Linked DNA regions of Pan troglodytes: regions 1 and 3 are each linked to region 2. Evidence: chromatin contacts called from public HiChIP or PLAC-seq data. All regions are on one chromosome and are shown on one strand. Each heading gives the region's core, a stretch centred on a gene start, on an enhancer-like site or on the middle of the called end of the contact. The rest is flanking DNA. Distances are from core to core; before and after follow the strand shown. Region 1 holds the start of RNASEL (ribonuclease L). Region 2 holds the start of NPL (N-acetylneuraminate pyruvate lyase). Region 3 holds the start of RGS16 (regulator of G protein signaling 16).

Region 1 (3,679 bases), core at 837-3,336, 200 kb before region 2:
ATTTTTAAAGACATTTGGAATTATACTCTGTAAGTAACTGTATCCTACTTCCTTTCATTTAATACCATACTATAAGTCATTTCCTATGTTATTGCAAATTCCTGTAAAACATTTTTCATGACTATGTAATACGAAATCATACAGTTGTTTCATTTCTCCATTACTGAGTGGTTTTCAAAAATAACTTTTAAAGGGTTTTTTAAAATTAAAAATTTAAAAATTCTAAATGATGTTGCAGCAAATTCAGCTTATTTTAGTTTATTTTCTTTTGATAGATCTTATGATAGATTTCATATGATAGACTTCAAAGAATTTAATGACTATTCAAAAGATATGATTGTATTTAGGATTCTTAACCTATATTAACAAATTGCTTTCAATGTCATATAAATATATTCTTACCAGAGACAGGTGGCTTCCAAAAAAAAAAAAAAAAAGACCATGAAAATATGCACATCAATTATTTATCAATAAAAAAAGAAGAACCCTCATTCAATAAGAAAAATATATTTCTTGGCTTTTTTTCCCTTTGCATTCTTATGTCACCAGGAAGGTTGATCACTGTGTTTGCTGACTCTGTGCATGTCCTCTTTGTACAACCCTGTGCCCCTATTTAAAGTACAGACAATATCTGACTTATGTTTTTTGACTTTGATTTATGATTTTTTGACTTTGCAGTGGTGGAAAAGCAATAAACATTCAGTAGAAACCACACTTCAAGTACACATACAACCATTCTGTTTTTTATTTCAGCATAGCATTCGATAAATACATGAGACATTTAACACTTTATTATAAAATAAGCTTTGAGCTAGATGATTTTGCCCAACTGTAGCCTAATGTAAGTGTTCTGAGCACATTTAAGGTAAGCTAGGATAAGCTATGACGTTCAGCAGATTAGGTGTATTAAATGTGCTTTTGACCTACAATATTTTCAATTTAGGAAGGGTTTATCTGTATGTAACCCCATCATAAGTCAAGGAGTATCTGCAGTAGTGAAAAGAGCTTGTACTCTAACCTTAGGGAGATCTAAGTTTGAGCTTGTGGCTGTGTAATTTTTTACTATTACTTCCTGTAACCTTGGATTGTTGAATCTCAATTTTCTATTTCCTGAAATGGAGACAAAAATAAATACAGTCGTGTGTAAAGTACATTAAAGTATGGAGTGTTGCAAATATTAGCCGCTCAATGAATGTTAGAGCTAATTATATCCCTTTATGAAAAAATAAATTGCTTAGTGAATTCTATTCTCCCTACACATGTGCATATAGCTACTACACGAATAGGCAACTGGCAGCTATCAATTTCGTCCAACTGTCAATCAGATCTGAGAATTACAGATCCAGTTCAATCATCAGACAGCCCGAAACTGTTACCTGAATATTTAAATTACTGCATCTGCTATAGAATTCACGAAGCAACCCTTTTTCAGCAATCTCACCACTCTGACAGTTTCAAAGCCTCAGAGGTTAATTGATTAGCCTCTTAGAAGTTTAATTAATTGTGCAACACATACACGATCACCAGGCAATGAAATCTTTGAACCAAAGTGTTTGTGTAGACCGTCCCCATTACAATCAGATGTGAGGTGGGCTGGTATAAACAAAGGAGCCGGGAAGGAGAGGAAATATCAAGGAAGCCCTGAGTGACGCATCAGAGTCGAGAAGAGACGAGCCTGCGGAAGTACTCCAACAGACAATCCTGCTTTCAATTTCACTTTCTCTGTGCGACCTGAGTAAGTCGCAAAGAGATGCCTGAGAAACTGAGGACATGGATAAATGACGTGTGGACTCTGACAGAACTCTGGAAGGGCACTGAGGAAGATCCTTCCGGGCAGCCAAGGGCTGGGAGCTCCCCTCCCACTTCCCAAGTCCTCCAGCCCCTGGCCTCTCCAGTCTCCAAAGCCCAAGAATTCTTCAGGATCGACTTATCGAGGTTTTCTAGCTTTCCTCCTTCTGCCTGCCTTACCTGCTCAACTCAGACGTCTCAATTATTCCTTTGGCAGCCGCAAAGCCTGGAAGACTGCTTGCAGCCCGAGCAGTTTCCTCCTGCTGCGTCACTGAGCCAGCAGGGCGGAGCCAAGAAAGGAGTGAGGAGTGTGGGAGGGAAAGCAGCCACAGGCTCACTCTGGCACCAGGAGCAAAGCTTCTACTTGCACACCTTCTGGAGGAAAGCAATAGCCACTTTCTGTCTGCTGATGAGGAATGTGATGCCCGGGGTCATGTCACTCACCTCTCAGTCTTGCAGCCTTTCAGGTGGCAGCAGCCAACTGCATCCATCACTCTTGCGTCCTTTCTTTTGTCATTGCAAATTCTGGTCTTCTTGGAAGAAAGGAATGGAAAGTAAACACATATTGAGCACCTATTGTGTTCCAGACACAATGCTTTACGTGCAGCATGGTCCCAGTTAACCCCTGACAATCTTGTTGATTATGAAACGCAGGCTCATAGAAGCTAAGTAAGCCCAAAGCCCAAGCCCTGTCACCTGTCTCAGCTCACTCAACTCACAGCTCTGAGGCAGTGCGGCCTTCTCAGGAGGGTACCGGACTGGCAGTCTGGAGACCTGATCCTACAGCCAGCTCTGTGGCTGCTTAGCTGAGTGACCTCAGGCATGTGATTTAACCATGTAGGGCCTCAGTTCTCTCCTATAACTTGGTTTTGAAGGTTCCTTTCTGCTCTACAAGTTCTGTTCTTGACTATCTTCCTAGCAATGAGCTGTGTACTGTGTACTTAGTGCTGTAGTGGAAAGTATTTCCATCCCCAAAGAATACCCAGTCTTGCTGGGGAGACAAAGCCCTGGGACTTGTGAACAACAAGTAGTGCATGGTCACTTGACGACCACCTGTGTCACACCATCCAGACCCGGGGCCTCTACCACCCCTTATACACCAGGGATTCCCAGGCCTCGCTCTCTAACCCCAGCCTCTCTGCTGAGCTTTAGACCTACAAATCTTGAATATGTGTCAAATGGAAATACTCATCTTTTCCTAAATCTGCCCCTCCTCCCACTTATTCCATCTCCACAGATGGCACCATCACCCGGAGGCCACCCCTCATCCTCATCCCAACACCAAGTCTCTTGCTTTCATCTGCAAAGGGATGACCAGTCGAGTCCTTGTCATCATTTATAGCAAGAAACTGATGACTTGCTTCCTAGCCCTTCATCCATTGTTCCACCCTGCATCATTGACCCACCATCATTTTCAGGACAAAGTTCAAAAATCCTTAACCCATTATTCATTTAATTAATACTTGTTGGACAGGCGCGGTGGCTCACACCTGTAATCCCAGCACTTTGGGAGGCCGAGGCAGGCAGATCACCTGAGTTCAGGAGTTCAAGACCAGCCTGGCCAACATGGTGAAACCGCGTCTCTACTAAAAATACAAAAAGTAGCCAGGTGTGGTGTTGTGCACCTGTAATCCCAGCTACTCGGGAGGCTGAGGCAGGAGAATTGCTTGAACCCGGGAGGTGGAGGTTGAAGTGAGCCAACATAGTACCACTACACTCCAGCCTGGATGACAGAGCAAGACTCTGTCTCAAAAAAAAAAAAAACAAACTTATTGAGCACTGACTATGTTACCAGTGCCTATTCTGCATATCTGGCATAGAGTGATTTACCATACCAGTTCCTCACGGAGTTCTTCTCGAAGCTTGCATCTTAATAGGCAGAAATAGATCA
Region 2 (3,408 bases), core at 764-3,263:
AAGAAATCTCACAGAGGCTGCCGCTTATCAGAAGGGGGTTAGAGGCCTGCAGTTCAGCACTGAGCCTTTTGCTGCCTCTCTTCTTCTAAGCCCTACTCATTGTCTGATATTTAGCTTGGCTGTGACCTTCCCCAGTAAGACGTTTCTGGAACACCCTCCTGCCTCTTCACACACACACACACACACACACACATACACACACACACCACCCCCTTCAGCCCAGATTAGAGCTCAGTGTTCCTGTAATATCTCTGTACAGTCTATCACTGCATTTACCATATTTTAAAACAACAATGTCTCCCCAACACTTCACAGTATAGGCTCTGAGTTTCATAACGGCACAGAGTGGATACTGTAAGAATGCAGTGAGACTCTCCCTACTCCATGCTCCTTTCTTCCATCTTTTGTTCCACAGATGTCAGCCCTACATCAGTCTGCAGGCTGCTCCTGTCTGCTCCAAATCCCTGCCCCAATAAGTTTCTTGCACATCTAATCCCATCTTAGCATCTGCTTCTTGGTAGACACTAACAAATTATTATAAGGAATTACTTTGCACTACCATATTTATACAAAAAGTAGTTAGTTCATGCATTTAGAATATTGGTTTGTTGGCTGACAATGTTAAGCCTAATGACCTATACCTTTTGGGTATTGACATACTTAATTTTGCACTTATTAAACTGTGACTTTCCAAAAAAAAAAAAACTTTCATTGTACCATTAGGATATAATATTCTTGTTAATATTACAAAAACCAAACCAAAACAAAAAGCCATGCTGCAGCCTTAGGAGAACTTGCTTCATGTAACTAAGGGTTTTTCTTTTTTCTTTTCTTTTTGTTTTTTTTTTGTTTTTTTTTTTTCCTGTAGGATAACATAGTGTTAAAAGCACAAGCTTCTGGACTACTTGAAATCAAACCACAGCTTAACCAGCTCTATGGCTTTTGGCAAATTACTTCAACTCTTTAAACCTGTTTCTGATCTGTAAAATGGAATGATCCTTGCTCATCTGTAATATATATACATTTATAAAACAGGACCCACCAATGGAGTTATTTTATGAATTAAATGTTAAAACGGCTAGAACGGTGCAGGCTGAGTAAGCACTGAACACAGTACTTATTAGCTATTATCTCTGGTGCTCTGTGCAACGAAAGAACTATTAGAATACATTTAAAAGCACTTTGCAAACTGGAAAGCCCTTTGAACAATTTAGTTTCTCTAAATGTAATAATAAGCATCAGCCATCGCCTTTTATGGAAAATTGAGGTGGAATCACATCAGCAAGAGAAAACTGAGGACTTGTCTCTGGCTCTGTTCCTGATTTATTCACACAGTACATGATCCTAGAATAAGACTCCTGATACTCCTGAAAGTAGAGGCGGTTGGGTTAAAAATAATTTTCCCTTTCAAAACTCTTTCAAATGTTCTCCAAAAGAAGCCAGGAAAGCTCCCGTATGAGTAGATAATTCACTTTAAAATTCGCTCATCTCTCTTTAACACGAGAGTCTGCAGGGCTGGTGCAGCGGCGTCAACCCGAAGAGACCTGAACGCCGATGGGCAGTTGGGATTCTCCGTACGCCTCGGAAACAGCAGCCCAAACCTCACAACGCAGAACCACGAGATAGCGGGGATTGCAGAGCCCTGCGCAAGAGAAGGAAAATTAAGACGCAGCGGAGCCCAGGAGGTGCCTGCACGCGGGAAGGACTGGCGTGCAGACGAGGCAGGGGGAGGTTTGCACTCGGCGTGGCGCGGGTGAGCCGCGTGCTCTCGGGCACCCAGCCGCCAGTTCGGATGCTTCCGATCCTCGGGGAGCCGGGGCGCTGCGCCGGAGTCACTTCAGCCCATGTTGTTCAGGTGACACCCGGGGAAGAGCAGACTCCAGTGTGCAAAACGTTTCGGGGTTTCCGGGCCAGCGGTTCCGGGCGCGCCTCGCGGGCGGCGGCGCAGAACTACAACCCCCAGGCTCCCTGGCGTGGCGGCACGTGGGCCCGAGCCGGGCGGCCGCGGATATAAAGCGCGGCGGCGGCTGCCGGGCGGAGCGGCCGCACGGACAATAGCGGAGGCCTGGGTGAGCGCGGCCCGCGACGGCACGGGCTAGGACAGACGGACGCAGACGGCCCGACGACCTGGGCGTTCGGGCGGAGGGGCGCTGGGGCCTGACTCGCGGGTGGGTGAGACGTTGACGGACCCGGAGGAAAGAGGGAAGGCAGATACGCTGGGAAACGGATCTGGGGAAGGTGTGAATGCGAAAAGTGTAGGGACAGACGGGGGCAGAAGAACTTACTCCCCCGGATTGTTTGCCGACAGCATATCTGCCGGGTCTCCAAAGGTCCTTTCCTCAAAATAGAGTTAGCAGTTGAGCAGAAGAGAGCTTAAAGTTAAACCTGATACATCCCCCCTTCACTTGAGGAGAAATTGGTGGTTTTCTGCTTTTTTAAAAATCCCTATTTGTATCTCCTCTTCTCCGAGTACCTGTCCCTCAAGATATTCTCTGCCCAGAGGTACATTCTGCCCCCACTTTCTGTCTCTTAAAAAAACAACTTTGCCATTTTAAAAAGAATTTGACTTAGGCAGCTTTAATTCTTTGCACTAAGTGTTCTTATCTGTGGATGGAGGTATAAGATTTCAAGAGTAATACCCCCTCCCAATGTTTCAGTAATAATCTAAATTCACGTTAAGTCTTAGGCTGGAGAACATTAGAGCCATTCGCTTTAGCTACTAGCTCTGAAAACTTCAAAGCATAACATTCCCAAGTTTATCTAAAACTTGAATCTTAAAAATATTGATAATTATCTGTTATGCTTCAAAGCATAACATTCCCAAGTTTATTAAAAACTTGAATCTTAAAAATACTGATCATTCTCTGTTAAAGTCTTTTTGTTGTTGTTGTTGTTGTTGTTGTTTTTGAGACGGAGTCTCGCTCTTGTCGCCCAGGACGGACTGCAGTGGCGCTATCTCGGCTCACTGCAAGCTCCGCCTCCCAGGTTCACGCCATGCTCCTGCCTCAGCCTCCCGAGTAGCTGGGACTACAGGCGCCCGCCACCACGCCCGGCTAATTTTGTATTTTTAGTAGAGACGGGGTTTGGCCATGTTGTTCAGGCTGGTCTCGAACTCCTGACCTCAGGTATCCGCCCGCCTCGGCCTCCCAAAGTGCTGGGATTACAGGCTTGAGCCACCGCGCCCGGCCAAAGTCGTTTTTATCCCATTTCTTCCTGTAGGCGTTTCAAAGTTTGCAAAGGCAGCAAATTTTACGTAGTGTAGTTATCTGTGCAAAGAAATTTTCCAAGCTGCCATTGCCCCCAGATGGCAGACAGTCTAGGAGAGGAGCCAAAACCACCCTGCTTAATAACTCTGATGTAAGGTTTTTAATGAAAAGCCACTCTTTGGGGGAATTCTGAGGCTTAAGA
Region 3 (3,287 bases), core at 35-2,534, 180 kb before region 2:
TCGTTTCCATTCACTAAGACTTAGAAACAAGGCTTATTAGAATCTGCATTTTACTGTAATGATTTTCCAAGACCCTGAGAAGCCAGTCAGAATGAAAGATTAGAGGGGGGAAACGTGAGGCCTGGGATTTGCAAATGACTGAAAGGTGATGTTTATATTTCCCGTCCCCTAGTCCTTTGCAAACTGAGGATGGAGCACATTTTTATTTTAGAACTGGAAAGTCAGACAGGCACAGCACCCCAGATGGTGCCTCTATCTCTAGAAGGAAATAAGCACCAGAAGAAATCTAACAGGTGCCACCCCTAATCTGGGAGTAGAGGAGGGATTCTGACCATCGCTCACCACACCATATTCTCTCACCAAGGCAACAGCCAGTGCTGATGTGTAACATCGTGGGCAAGAGGAAAGTATTCTGCTCTTTGGCCTAACTGTTGTGTCAAGAGAACGGGGATATAGAATAGGTGAGGAGAGAACATTGTTTTACTCTCAAATATTGTGTGTGTTTGTGTGTGTGTGTGTGTGTGTGTGTGTGTAGGGGCAGGGAACTGAAAGACCTTCGCAGAGGAGAACCTCTATGAGTGGCCAACCACCCTCATTTCTTGGAAAACTCAACATATCAGACTACCTCTGTTTCCAGAGACATTCAGTGTTCTCTCCTCCATTCCAAAGCTGCCTTTGAGATGTGGATGCTTACTTGGACAGGTCTAAAACGGCCTCAGGGAGGTCTGGAGCCCAAATCTCGGTGCCTAGTGCAGTGTCTAACACAATAGAGACACTCATTAAATAATGAGTGAATGAATCCCACTCCAAACATGGTGAATATCCTTGGAGATTAACTGTCAACCCTGCCTGCCCCAGATCCTCCAGATTGCAGGCATTCTCAGCTAAACTTCAGCCAGTCAGCTTTCTGGAAATGGGTCCCAGGAGGGCTGAATTATGCAGTGAAACTTATTACTCTGCAGCCCTCTTACACTCCCCTCCCCCTGTGGCTTGCAGTCTCCCAGTGCAGAGCAAACTGGAGCAAAATCAGGGAAGGGTCAAGCAGACATCAGTGGCTCCAGAGCCCAGCTAGAGTTGGAAGCAAGACACCAAACACACATGGCACCTATGCCGACTCCACCTACCCCTCTGTAGGCCTTTAGTGTGAAAAGCCCCCAGCTTACCTTGCCTCCTTCCTCTTCCTCTCCTAGGTATTCCAGAGCAGCATGTACTAGGGAGAATCCGGCTCTGTGTCAGACAGTAAGACGATTTCAGCCAGCTTGGAAGGTTGATGTCTGGTCTTCCTCCAGGCCCTGTCTTAGAGAAAAGGAAACTACCATTTTTAGGGCCCTCCATGATCCAACGCTGGACTCAGGGCCTTACAGATGCCACCTGTACAGAAGGGGAAACAGACATCGGTGCGTAAGTAATCTCCCCACAGTGACACACCTAGTAAATGGGAGTGCCAGGCTAGAAACCCAGTTCTATCCACAAGGTCCAACCCCAGGGCTATTCAATGCCTTGTCCCCATGTTCCCTAGCCTCTGAGCATCTCTCCCCCTGGACCTTGGCTGCTACTTCAGGCCATTTCTCCTCCTTGTTCTAGTCAGAAATTTCTAGGTGCTTACCTAGGCCACAGATGAGACACAAGGACCCCAGGAACAGCAAGCCCCAACATGTGAATACCACACACACGTGCAGAGATGTCAGGTCAGAGGCATGGGAGGGGCTTTGTCATCTCCTGGGAGTTAAGGACCTACTTTCTGTGGGGTACCTCCTCCTCCTTTGAGTCACCTTCCAGGAGTCCCCATGTCAACAGGGAGAGTAGGGGGTGGGGGTGGGGCAGTCTGGTGCAGGGGCACAGAAGAAAAACCATTTTATAGGAAAGCAGGGGAGGCTCAACAAAAGCACCAACACTAGCTGTAATGTGGCGACAAGTTGGAAGGGATCATGCCTCTCACAATGTGCTCACAACACCTGAGCAGAGGGAGAAACGTGGTGTGATGTGTGAGCAGCTGGGAGGCTGGGCCGGCAGAGTGGCGGCGGGGGAGAAGGGCCGGAGAAAGCAATGGGAACAGGTGGTCCTTTCACAAGCTCCCAGGCCCTCAGCCTCTGACACAGCAGCTGTCCTAGAAACAGGCCCAGGTGGACAGAGAGAAGAGCACAGCAGGGGGTGCATGATGTTTTTGCAGAGATAGAAATGAGCTCTCCCTAATAGGCCCCACACATTTGAGCAGGGGGGCACACGCGGTGAGCTGTGTGACTGAGCCTGGGTGAGCCACGCCTCCTCCGCCAGCCATCTAGCTGTAGTGCTGCTCCAAATGTGACCACAGGGGAACTTTCTGGATCCAAGTCCCCAGGCGTCCCAAACACCCTGGCTGCAGTAAACACAATGACAGTCACTAACAACTGGTGTGCACACTTCCACTGTGCTCTACATTTATGGCTCTCACAGTCCTCGTCTCATTTAATCCTCACACTAACCTCTGAAGAAGGTCCTCTGACCATTGTTTTACAGATGGGGAAACTGAAGCATAGAGAGGTTAATGGAGGAAGAGATAGAAGGATCGTGCATGATTTGGTACTGGGTCATCTGACTGTCCATGCAGTTAGCTACGCATTCTGCAGACTTCCTCCATCCCCAGCTCCCACAGTTACAAAAAGTTCTTTCCTGCTCTGAGTTCTGAAATACTCACATTCCCAGCTCCAAGAGGATTCCCAAAATGAATATTTACCTTCTCTTACAGTTCAGTCTAGTCTTCACATCTTGGGAGGGGTTAGAGGGGGCAGAGGAAAGGAACTTTAGCTGCCTAGGTGCAGTTTAAAGAGGGTCTAGGTACTGTGGCTCTCAGCAGCCTTTGACCCTGGGGCCACTCTCTTCATCTTATGGAGGACAAGGCCTTTGGTTCCCTGGAGGTTCACTGAAAATCACTGACATGAGGCAGATTGATTAATAGGATAAAAGTCACACAAATTTATTTAATGTGAGTACACATGAGCCTTCAAAATGAAGACCCAAAGACACAGGGGAAATTGTCCATTTTTATGGTTGGGTACAACAAAGTATGGACAGCCATGTAGAAATATGATTGAACAAAAAGGGTATGATCTAATGCTAATAGACTGAGTGGGGAAACCAAGCAAGGCCTGCCTGTCTGGATTCTTCTTGGCCTCTCTGAGCATGCATTCCTCTGTGAACCCAGAAAATCTGAGACAGCTCTCAGTCCAGAAAGTTTATTTTGCCAAGTTTGAGGGCCAGCCTGTGACACAACCTCAGGAAGTCCTGATGATATGTGCCCAAGGTGGCCG

The links. HiChIP or PLAC-seq counts read pairs in DNA pulled down with a chosen protein or histone mark.
Region 1: a contact with region 2 is called in an H3K4me3 HiChIP or PLAC-seq map of stem cell-derived excitatory neurons, with 5 times the contacts expected there. The contact joins the promoter of RNASEL here to the promoter of NPL in region 2. A contact is called at or near these places in 7 of 7 Hi-C or Micro-C datasets (blood, induced pluripotent stem cells, a lymphoblastoid cell line and 2 more), 1 of 1 datasets of contacts at active chromatin or transcription factors (stem cell-derived excitatory neurons) and 1 of 1 other capture datasets (stem cell-derived neural stem cells).
Region 3: an H3K4me3 HiChIP or PLAC-seq map of stem cell-derived excitatory neurons shows a contact between it and region 2, with 8 times the contacts expected there. The contact joins the promoter of RGS16 here to the promoter of NPL in region 2. A contact is called at or near these places in 6 of 7 Hi-C or Micro-C datasets (blood, induced pluripotent stem cells, a lymphoblastoid cell line and 1 more), 1 of 1 datasets of contacts at active chromatin or transcription factors (stem cell-derived excitatory neurons) and 1 of 1 other capture datasets (stem cell-derived neural stem cells).

The regions. Positions count from the first base shown.
Region 1 is chr1:66,516,052-66,519,730 of NHGRI_mPanTro3-v2.0_pri, reverse strand. RNASEL (ribonuclease L) reads right to left here and starts at 2,086. Exons shown (of 7, transcript XM_524990.5): 1 at 1,969-2,086.
Region 2 is chr1:66,318,410-66,321,817 of NHGRI_mPanTro3-v2.0_pri, reverse strand. It overlaps NPL (N-acetylneuraminate pyruvate lyase), which reads left to right and starts at 2,013. Exons shown (of 14, transcript NM_001246492.1): 1 at 2,013-2,069.
Region 3 is chr1:66,493,924-66,497,210 of NHGRI_mPanTro3-v2.0_pri, reverse strand. It overlaps RGS16 (regulator of G protein signaling 16), which reads right to left and starts at 1,284. Exons shown (of 6, transcript XM_003308627.7): 1 at 1,164-1,284.